Linked DNA regions of Mus musculus: regions 1 and 3 are each linked to region 2. The links are chromatin contacts, called in public HiChIP or PLAC-seq and Micro-C maps. All regions are on one chromosome and are shown on one strand. The core of a region is the stretch at or near the end of the contact, and the rest is flanking DNA. Distances in the headings are between cores, read along the strand shown.

Region 1 (3,188 bases), core at 332-2,831, 290 kb after region 2:
TGACATTCTCAAAGAATTACTAAAAACATTACTTAAAAATACACATTTCTCTTCTACCTAGTCTCTCAGTGAATTTTTATTCTAGTAAATATTTACCTACATTTTAAAAAAAGATTTATTTATTTATTATTATATGTAAGTACACTGTAGCTGTCTTCAGACACTCCAGAAGAGTGAGTCAGATCTCATTACAGATGGTTGTGAGCCACCATGTGGTTGCTGGGATTTGAACTCAGGACCTTCAAAAGAGCAGTCAATGATATTAACCGCAGAGCCATCTCACTGGCCCATTTACACACATTTATTTGCATGTTAGCCTATGGAGTTCTTCATGACTGAGCTGAGTTGTAATCATATCTTTAATGCTGACAACTTGCACAGTTCGTGTCAGGCAGGAACTCAGTACATGTCTATTGTGTAAATGAGTGGCTTAGGGAAGAAATTAGTAAATAAGGACTGAGAGAAAGGAGAAGATATGAGAGACCAGGGTTGGACCATCCCAAGATCCTAAGTCATTTCTGTCTTTTTAACATACCCGCAATTTCCAAACTTAATCTTGTTTTCTCTCATCGAGCAGCTATGTGAGAGACATTTAATACTCCTTGGAGATTTATGTTTCCTTTTCTCCTTTTTGTTACACAAAGTTACATGCCTGATTTTAGCAGGAGTCACTATGGAATGGGCCACAGTATGCTTGCATAGCTTTGACAGTATGTGGAGAGAGCAGCCCTGCCCCCTTAGCCTGTGGCGAGAATGAGAATGGCCTACCTGATTGGCCTCTGGATTGCCACCCCATTGCTACTCACCTTTTTTATATATGTGAAATAGGATGTTTTCAGACTTCATTCATTCAGTGCTGTTTGCCTTAGTTCGGTGTGGCAAAGTTTCTATTGGTAAAATTCCCGTGTTTATTCCTGGCCTCTGCTGAGGTGGGTGATTATGTTGATAGCTCATGTCTGGACCAATTGTCTTATCAAGTGGTGAGTCATATTTCCTGAGTGTTGTACTCTGTTCCAAACATCTTTTCCCACTTCTTACAGTACGGACATGCTGAGAACAGCTCAAGTTTGTGCAGTTCTGGTTCTGTTTGGCTTAATGACCCCTTCATGTCTTAGAAGCAGCCAGGGGCAGTCAAGTCCCTCAATACTTTCCTCTGGAAACCGACCCGGCTAAGTATCTCGTTAATCACTCTCAAATTATTTTCCAGAAAATATGAGGGTACAAACATAATTTCGTCATGTTCTATGCTGCTTAGTAACAAGGTCCCTTCTTCTGTCTCCCAATAGCATGGTTCTCGTTTCCATCAGAGACCTCATTAGAATTGGGCTTAATGTCTGTGTCATACCTGTAACCTCTACATTTTATTTATGTATTCTCCAAGAACATGATAGCATTCTCCTCAGCTTTCCTCTTTTCTTCTGAGCCCTCACTATGACCTGTTCAATAGCCTCTTCTCCAGTACACGTGTAAAAGCTTGTCCAGTGTTTACTCAGGTACCCATTCCATGGCTTTACACACATTTTCCAGATATTTGTTAGAGTAGTATCCCACTTCCTATGTTCATGTTCTGTATCAGAGTTCTCCAGAGAAACAGAACACAGAATGTGTGCCCACAGTTCCTTATGGTAACTCTGCTAGATGGAATTGGCTCAGGTGACTACGGAAGCTAAGAACTCTCATGATCTGCTCTCTACATGCTGGGTGCCCAGGAAAACCTGGTGTGTGCTTTCATTCCCAGTGAAACCAAAGAACCAGTTGTCCAATGGTGTCTCAGTCAGGGAGCAGATGAAGGTGCTTAACCAGCTCCAACACTAAGAGATAGAGAGTAACTTCTCTCTTTCTTCACCCTTTTATTTCATAATTTCCCTCAATGGACTAGAGTATACTTATACACCAATTCAGATGCTAATCTGATCCTGAAATACTAAACACACACACACACACACACACACACACACACACACACACACACAGAGAGAGAGAGAGAGAGAGAGAGAGACAGAGACAGAGACAGAGAGAGACAGAGAGACAGAGATGAGAGAGACACAGAGACACAGAGGGACAGAGATGAGAGAAAGAGAGAGAGACAGAGAGACACAGAGAGAAAGAGACAGAGAGAGAGAAAGAGACAGAGACAGAGACAGAGACAGAGAGCCATATATACCAATGTATAAAAGTAACCGGAATACACTCCACAGACTAAGGGACTGATAGGTAATATCATTGCCTGAGGCATTAAGCCTTTTTTTACTGAGACATGCATTGTGACTCTAATGTTTGTTCCATATTCAATTGTTCAGGGAGGTGTAACCTTTCAAAAGCTAGCAGCGCAAGCCCTAGAGCATTGGGCGTGGCGTTTGGAAATATGTTCTTGTACTTAGTCCTCTTATTTAAGTAATTACCATGCATGCAAATTGTACTATTTCTTGGTAAGATTCTAAGGAAGATATATAAACAAACAAAATGAAGCAAGGCAAAACTTTCCCTAGGGGCTAAATGCAGACAGCATGTTAAAACTTGCATCTTAATTGCTTATGGCTTGCAAAGAGTTGGAAAAGATAACTTCACTTACAGTTTATTCACCCTGCCAAAATAAGAGTTTGGCACATGCAGCCACATGCTGACCCATGCCAACTCCTGCCAGCCACACCATTCACTTCTTCATCAACTGTTGTGTGAGCACCAGATCAAGTTTACTCAAATGGCTACACAAATGTACTGATTGGAAATTTTGTTCATCTTTAGAGCTTCTTTCAACTTTTAGGTCAGTTTTCAAATGAAGCTGAGCAATTTATATATTGTGAGGGTTACAGGCAACAGGTAACTTTGAGAAGATTTAACATAATCATATTTATGTTTATTGTCTCCATTTATGGTGTGCTTTGAAGGCACTTAGAATCTTAGTTTTCTTATCAGAGACCTGGTTTACTTAGGTGATTAGACCTAATCTGTGTTTGTTGTTGTTTTGCATTAAACATTGGGTTTCCCTTTAACACCCTGGCTGTGGAAAGCATGGCACTTTGTGTACATACCCCATTCTGGAAGAATGAATTTGTTACAGCTTGCTGTATTCTCATCTTTCTGCAACAGCAGGCCCAAATACATCGTCACTGATTTTTGACAGAGGCTTCATGCTTCTTGCCTATAGTTACTTCTGTTCTCAAATAATTTTTAAGGGGAAGGTGGGG
Region 2 (3,081 bases), core at 123-2,622:
CTGGCCAGTGTTGTCTTTCCGTTCCACAGCCAGGAGTGTGCCCCGGGTCTTCTTCATCTGCCTCAAGGAAGCCAGGAAGATGAAGCCTTTGTCGGCCCACACAGCGTCCAGTAGGTCTTGGAACTTGTCATCCGGCACAGCGGGGATCAGGTTGGCATTCTCAATGCGGAAGGCGGGGCTGGATAGATCTTGGCCCTTCACCAGTCGGCGACCGGGGCCCCTTCGTGCACCTCCAATGAGTTCAAAGATGTCAAACACACCGTTATCTCCCCCAGACTCTGTAAGGAGAGAGAAGACAATCGGCTTTCTAGGCTAGGTATAAGGGGGTAAAGTTCTGGCTGTGAGGAGCCAAGGTGGGAACTCGTGACAATAATGGCAATTATGGAAAGCTGAGCGAGGGAAGCTGCATCCTTATCAGGAGATAAGGACTCCAAGGAAACACAGGAGCTATCGAGAGAGAGAGAGAGAGAGAGAGAGAGAGAGAGAGAGAGAGAGAGAGAGGAGAAGGGGGAGGAAAATGAATATATCACAAACTCACCTGGAATGCGGTTGCTTCCACACATATGCAACAGGAACAGGACACCTAGTCCCCGCAGGAGCTCCATGGTGGAGCCTTTGTGCCCAACACGGAGCCTGTAGCAAGAAGCACAGGAGGCCAGAGTCAGAGACCAGGAAGCAAGGTGGAAGGGCAGAGGTGTGTGTGTGTGTGTGTGTGTGTGTGTGTGTGTGTGTGTGTGTGTGTTTCTTCTTTTGCCCCATATGTGCTGAAAAAGAAGGGTTTACTTTCCAAACGGTATCCAGTATAAAAAGAGCGCCAGAGGCAGGGGGATTGTTGGAGTTCCAGGATAAAGGGTATAAAGTGACTTGGGTCCGTCCCCTCCCCCCCGCCCCTTTAGACAAGATTACAGAATGTATTTTGGATGGCGACAGTCAGGGGTAACCTGGAGACTACTGGGGAGAAAATCTTGGGGTGTCTTGGAGGTATAGTTTGTGAACCCGAAGGCTGAAGAGAACCAGCTCCGGAAAGTTCTTTCCAGGGGATAGACGGGGCAGGATAAAGGAGTTAGGAAAACCAGAAGGGGAAGAGTAGGAGATGAGGAGTAGCGCTGATCATCTGCAGCCTGGGGCTTTGAGGTGGCCGGCCAGGTGCTCCGCAGAGGCGGGAGGTTTACCTGTGTGCACCGGGGCTCAGTAACCCGGAGAGGTGGCAAAGGTGAAGTGAAGGACAAGGACGCTGAGTCCGGTGAAGACGCTGAGACTGCCGGTGCGCCGGGAGAGACCGTGGCAGAACTGGATAGCAGCTTCGCGATTGCCTGCAGAAGTCCGATGAGGCTGGCTGACTCCAGGCAGTGGCTGGCTTGACTGAGGAGCCCAGGACCTTTTAAAGAGGCAGGAAGCAGGGAGGGGGGAGGGTTCTCGGGGGCGGGGGCGGGGGACGGGGACGGACGGGTTCATTTCTCCGCCCCCTGCTGCTTGGCGCACAGCTCTCGGGCTGAAAGTGAAGGGGGAGACTCCGATCCCGCACAGGAGCCCTGGAACTTGTCAGAAAAATAGGTCTCCGCCCACGCAGCCTTGGCGTACTCAGCCTTTAGCGCTTAGGATCTTGCGCCATGTGAACTGGAGACGTTCTGCATGAGAGTCCCCAGACGCGATGCTTCTTTGGGGACCACCTAAGACCCTTTAGGGAGGCTTTCATTAAAGCACATCTCCTTGAATAATTCCATGACAGAGACGCTTGGGGATCGAGACAGTCTGGTTTAAAAATAAAAGAGGGCAAAAGGTTGGACCCCTTAAAGGAAGCTGCCTCCTGAGTCAATCCTGGTGGGTGGGGGATCCCATGTCATCTATACTTTGCGCTTCACTCCTGTCCCGCACGCCTGCCTTCCGTCTGACTCACTAAGGGTGTCAGCACGGTGTTGCACAGGGCCAGCAGGACCGTGCACGGAGGTCGCCTTCCGACTCACTGTCCAAGTCGAGAGTTTTTTCCCCAGTTCTACTTTGCTTCCTCAGATGGCCGCTTGGGGGCGGTATATGTATTCTGATTTAGGGGATCCTTTCGGAGAGTTTTTAGCGGCATTTTAAGGAAGCGAATTTATATCCCGCTCCCTCAAGGCAAAATTGAAATTGTGTCTTGAAAAACAATTTTGTGCCCACTCGTGTTTCTTAACGTGACTCCCGATAGGAGAATTTGCTGAACCATCTGGCTCCAGGATCTTACACTATTTACAGAACGGACCCGTAGAGTTATAAATTACTCTCTACCTATTATTTTATTTCCCATCTTTCTCCCTAAACAGTTTTTTTTTCATTTTTTCGGCTCCCAAAACCGAGGTGTGGTTTACATTTCTGTGGGTATACACTTTTCCATCAGTAGACTGCTGCCTGATCCTTTGTCTCTGAAGTCTGGTCTCAATGCCATCGGTCCGGAGCCAAGATGACTCCAGCTGCCTGGAATTCCATTCATCTCTTTGGGAAGGGACGTCAGCGGCGGCGATGCTTCTCCAGCTGTGGCCCTGCGTGAGCAGGCTTGGCTCTGAGTCCAGGGATCCAGGTAAAAGCATCACCAAATAAGGATCTTGGCAGAATCAGGGCGGGGCCGGCTGAGGGACAGCTGGGGCTCCCTCCCCTTATCAGTTACACCTGGCTGGACTCCCAAACCTTGGAAACACCCAGGACTTTATGCTCATCACACAGCAATTTCACTTTCCTTGTGTGGGAGGGAGTGTTCGGTGACAAGGTGTGTGAGTGTGCGTGGTATGTGTGCGTACACGCAAGGAGGGGCTTACAGAGTGTTTCCTAGTTACTCCGGGTACACAGCTACACAGCCAGTGCCTCTTGTAGATAAGTACGTTCCCAAGATGTGTTTGTTTATTAGACTTCAGATACTCAGAGCCAGCAGTAAAAGTTTCTACTGGTTGATTAGTCAAGTTAGATTCCTGCCCTTGAAGTCACAGGCCCTGACTCAGCCACTGAATCTGAAGATTCGGGATCATCAGGCAGGCTTGCTCTTCGCTTCCAGTTCCTTCCGCAGGTCCTCTTTGCTTTGTGGAAGGCGATTGCTTTAAATATCCTGCTCAGCAC
Region 3 (3,128 bases), core at 383-2,882, 260 kb before region 2:
CCTATGAGGACGCTAAGCAGCTACGTAGTAAGGCCATATGTAGATTATTCGGAGCACAATTGCGTCTGACTTCTAAGTTACGGCCAGTATCTCCTGCCAGCGACGAATAGCCTCCAGATGCCAGACGCTGGCGACATAGGTTGTTCAAGCCGCTGAATTTTGTGAATTTGCTGTATATTAACCAGAAAGTATAACATTTAAATGATGTCTCACCTCATGTCATATAGAACCTTACCCCTGACTCATCATTGTAGTCAGTGGAAAATCCACCTAAGACGCGACCGTAAGACCGATGTTACCTTGTCCCTGGTTCTGTATTTTCATAAAGAATGTGTGTCTCAAATTTGGGGATCAAGGTGACCTCCACTTTTTTTTTTTTTTTTTTTTTTTTTTTTGCCGTGAAAGGTCTCACATATTCAAGCCTGCCAATTTATTTTGTAGCAAATTCCCAATTCTCTTGCCTCTCCCTCCAAAACTCTGGGATTAGAGGTATGCACCACCATGCCTGGCTCATTTCTATATTTTTCTTCCCTTGATCCTTCTCTTAGTTCCTTGTTTCCATTTCACTCCTCCTGCCTTATTATTTCTTCTTGTATGCCTGCTTATCCCAACTTCCCAATTTACATCAGCCTGCAGGAAACCCCCTCCAAGTCTTCATCGCTGAATTCATTAGCAGTGCCCCGTGTGGAGGTGAGGCCCAATGAAAGGGCCTGGGAAACCATCAGTGGGTTCCTTTAGTCCACCTTTCGAAGATGGACAAGGCTTTGACTTGACGGAGGGCCCGGGAGGCTGGGCTCCCTGCCCAGATGGCAGTGGCAAATGATATAGAGCCTGCAGGCTGTACCTCTAAGGACGCTGGGGCAGTAACCACAGCAGCAAACGCAGTGCATCCTTCAGCAGCTAGATACTGAAACTGCGCGCCTCCCACGCGCCCCGCGACGAAGTCACGCTCCACTGGGGCAAAATGGCGCTACGTCCCTCACCAGCAGCGTGAGGGGGTGGGTCGTGCGTCACGTGACCTCGCCTGCCTGCCGCGCGGCCCCGACTGCCCCAGGCACGCGCTGGGAGCCCGGCTGCAGAGCGGGCGGCGGCTCTGCCCCGCTAGGGGCATCCTACCTGGTCCCTGCTAGGTCACGACAATCTGTCCAAGCCAAGATCCGACCTGGAGTGGTGGGGCTGAGGCCAAGGGTGGGGGCGGCTTGTAAAGGCAAAGTGGCGGGGGGTGCAGAGCCGGCTCCAGGGGTTCAGGCAGCCCTGGGGATTAGACCCCAGCTGAGCGTCCCAGAGTCCTGGCGTTCAGCCGAGTGTGCGGGGGCCAAGCTGTGGACACTCAGGGCCTGTTGCCCAGCCTTGGCTGCCCTTGGTTTAGCCCCCACCTTCCCAGCTATGATCACTAGGCTGGGGCATTTCATGGGGATTCGCACCGCCCCAGCTTCGAAGCTACTAGCGGCATTGAAATATAGCTTCAGCCAAATGCTCCCATCCCACTAGGGAGAGAGGATCAGAGCGTGCGCGGGGTCCTCCGCAGCCACCGATGTGTGTGCTGGGTGGGCTTGGCCGCGCTGCCCGCCCCCTCCCCCCCCCTCGGGAGGAGGGCCCAGCGATGCTCTGTGACCGTGCCGCCTCCATGTGGTTGCTGACGGGCCCAGGGGGGAGCAGGCATGGGGCGCGGCCGCACCTCCCTCCCACCCCTCCTCGCGGATGGCTGGCTAGGCGATGAGCAGACGTGAGGGGCTAGCCGGCTGGCCGGCTCTGCAGGACGCTGCCTGGCTCCCGAGCGTCGGTCCCTCCACGCCCGGGGCAGGAGCGGCTGTGCGCTGGGCTCAGAGGCCAGGCGGACGAGCGCAAACCCCGGGCTTCGCTATGGGGCACAACAGCAGCTGGGTGTCACCGAACACCAGCCACCCGCGCAACACGTCGGGCGCCGAGGCTGGCGCCAACCTCAGCGCGTTCGGGGAGCTGAGCGAGGCTCAGCTGTACCGCCAGTTCACCACCACCGTGCAGGTCGTCATCTTCATTGGCTCGCTACTGGGTAAGCCAACCCGCGGGGCCACCAGCGGGCCGGACTTTCCCGAGGACACAAGAGCTGCCGTGGGGTGCGGGGTGCCTGGCCATGTGCGGGGAGTTGAAGGAGGTTTAAGTTAAGCAAGGACGGTCACCTCCAGCCTGGAGGCTGGAAGCAGAAGAGTTGGGACAGGGCTTCTCTTGGCAGGATGGTACAGGTACAGGGTTCTGGCGAAAGACCTGTCCAGACAGCCCTTGTCCAAAGCTTCAGACTCCGCGCATCACCGCTTACCTTCTGGTGCCCGGGAGCATCGCTGCCTCTAGCTCTTGTTTACAAATAGGAGCAACGATTCCCGGGGAATTTGTGACTGATGAAGGAATGTTAACTCAGTCAAAAATGTGTTTTTGCGCTACTATTTCCGATATAAGATAATTATTTTTGAGAGAGCTCTATTTTACATGTCAGTTTTGGTTTGTTTCTAGTAACGGGGACTTTTTTTTTTTTTTTTTTTAAGAGCGTGTGAAGTTAAACTTTACATTGTCTTCAGATAATTTTACAATCTTTGAGTAAAACGAAACCCACTGGACTCCTCCACCTGTATTTTAAGTGCATAACAGAGATAAGAAAAAAAAAAAAAAACCAACAACAAATGTCTCAAACCACTCACAGAAGATTATAGATTTCCTCCCTTGTTCAGAGGGGATTAAAGAAAATAAATTGACCAAAATGAACTGCGCTACTCTGTTACAGGGCACTGGATCCGTTTTCAAAAAGAGCTGCAGGACATAAAAAGGATGAAAGAATTACTGTTCTTGTAATTTCTTGTGCAATGGCTAGTAAAATGTGTGTGGGTTAGGGTGAGACTCATCTTTCCTCCCCCCTACTCTTAAATGGCTCTTGCTTTTTAGGGCAACTCTTTAAACAATAAACAGTACAATCAGACTGCTTTCCATTGAGGTTTGGCAAGCACAATGGATACTAGCAAACAGGCTTAAATTCTCTGTTGTGACATTTTTAAGAATGTGAAAAGATTACAATTTATGTGTGGATGTTGTGGAGAAGAGAAGTCAAAGTTTCAAAGTCAGAATAAATTATATTTCCTAGACACTTGAGAATTTCCATG

Evidence for each region. A called contact is a pair of places that touch in the nucleus more often than the background predicts. HiChIP or PLAC-seq counts read pairs in DNA pulled down with a chosen protein or histone mark.
Region 1: a contact with region 2 is called in an H3K27ac HiChIP or PLAC-seq map of cardiomyocytes, with 6 times the contacts expected there. The contact joins the promoter of 4930412B13Rik here to the promoter of Thbs1 in region 2. A contact is called at or near these places in 3 of 39 promoter capture datasets (embryonic stem cells, hematopoietic stem and progenitor cells and neutrophils), 2 of 15 datasets of contacts at CTCF or cohesin (the NIH/3T3 cell line and large pre-B cells), 2 of 484 Hi-C or Micro-C datasets (bone marrow-derived macrophages and epidermal suprabasal cells), 16 of 115 datasets of contacts at active chromatin or transcription factors (bone marrow-derived macrophages, cardiomyocytes, craniofacial prominence and 12 more) and 1 of 9 other capture datasets (liver).
Region 3: a contact with region 2 is called in a Micro-C map of embryonic stem cells, with 2.9 times the contacts expected there. The contact joins the promoter of Gpr176 here to the promoter of Thbs1 in region 2. A contact is called at or near these places in 1 of 39 promoter capture datasets (embryonic stem cells) and 2 of 484 Hi-C or Micro-C datasets (embryonic stem cells and nephron progenitors).

What each region holds. Positions count from the first base shown.
Region 1 is chr2:117,820,321-117,823,508 of GRCm38.p6, reverse strand. It overlaps 4930412B13Rik (RIKEN cDNA 4930412B13 gene), which reads right to left and starts at 1,581. Exons shown (of 6, transcript NR_040631.1): 1 at 807-1,581.
Region 2 is chr2:118,110,167-118,113,247 of GRCm38.p6, reverse strand. It overlaps Thbs1 (thrombospondin 1), which reads right to left and starts at 1,372. Exons shown (of 22, transcript NM_011580.4): 1 at 1,173-1,372; 2 at 539-633; 3 at 1-278. The coding sequence starts at 605. It overlaps Gm13986 (predicted gene 13986), which reads left to right and starts at 2,046. Exons shown (of 10, transcript NR_126479.1): 1 at 2,046-2,551.
Region 3 is chr2:118,371,923-118,375,050 of GRCm38.p6, reverse strand. It overlaps Gpr176 (G protein-coupled receptor 176), which reads left to right and starts at 1,632. Exons shown (of 3, transcript NM_201367.3): 1 at 1,632-2,032. The coding sequence starts at 1,864.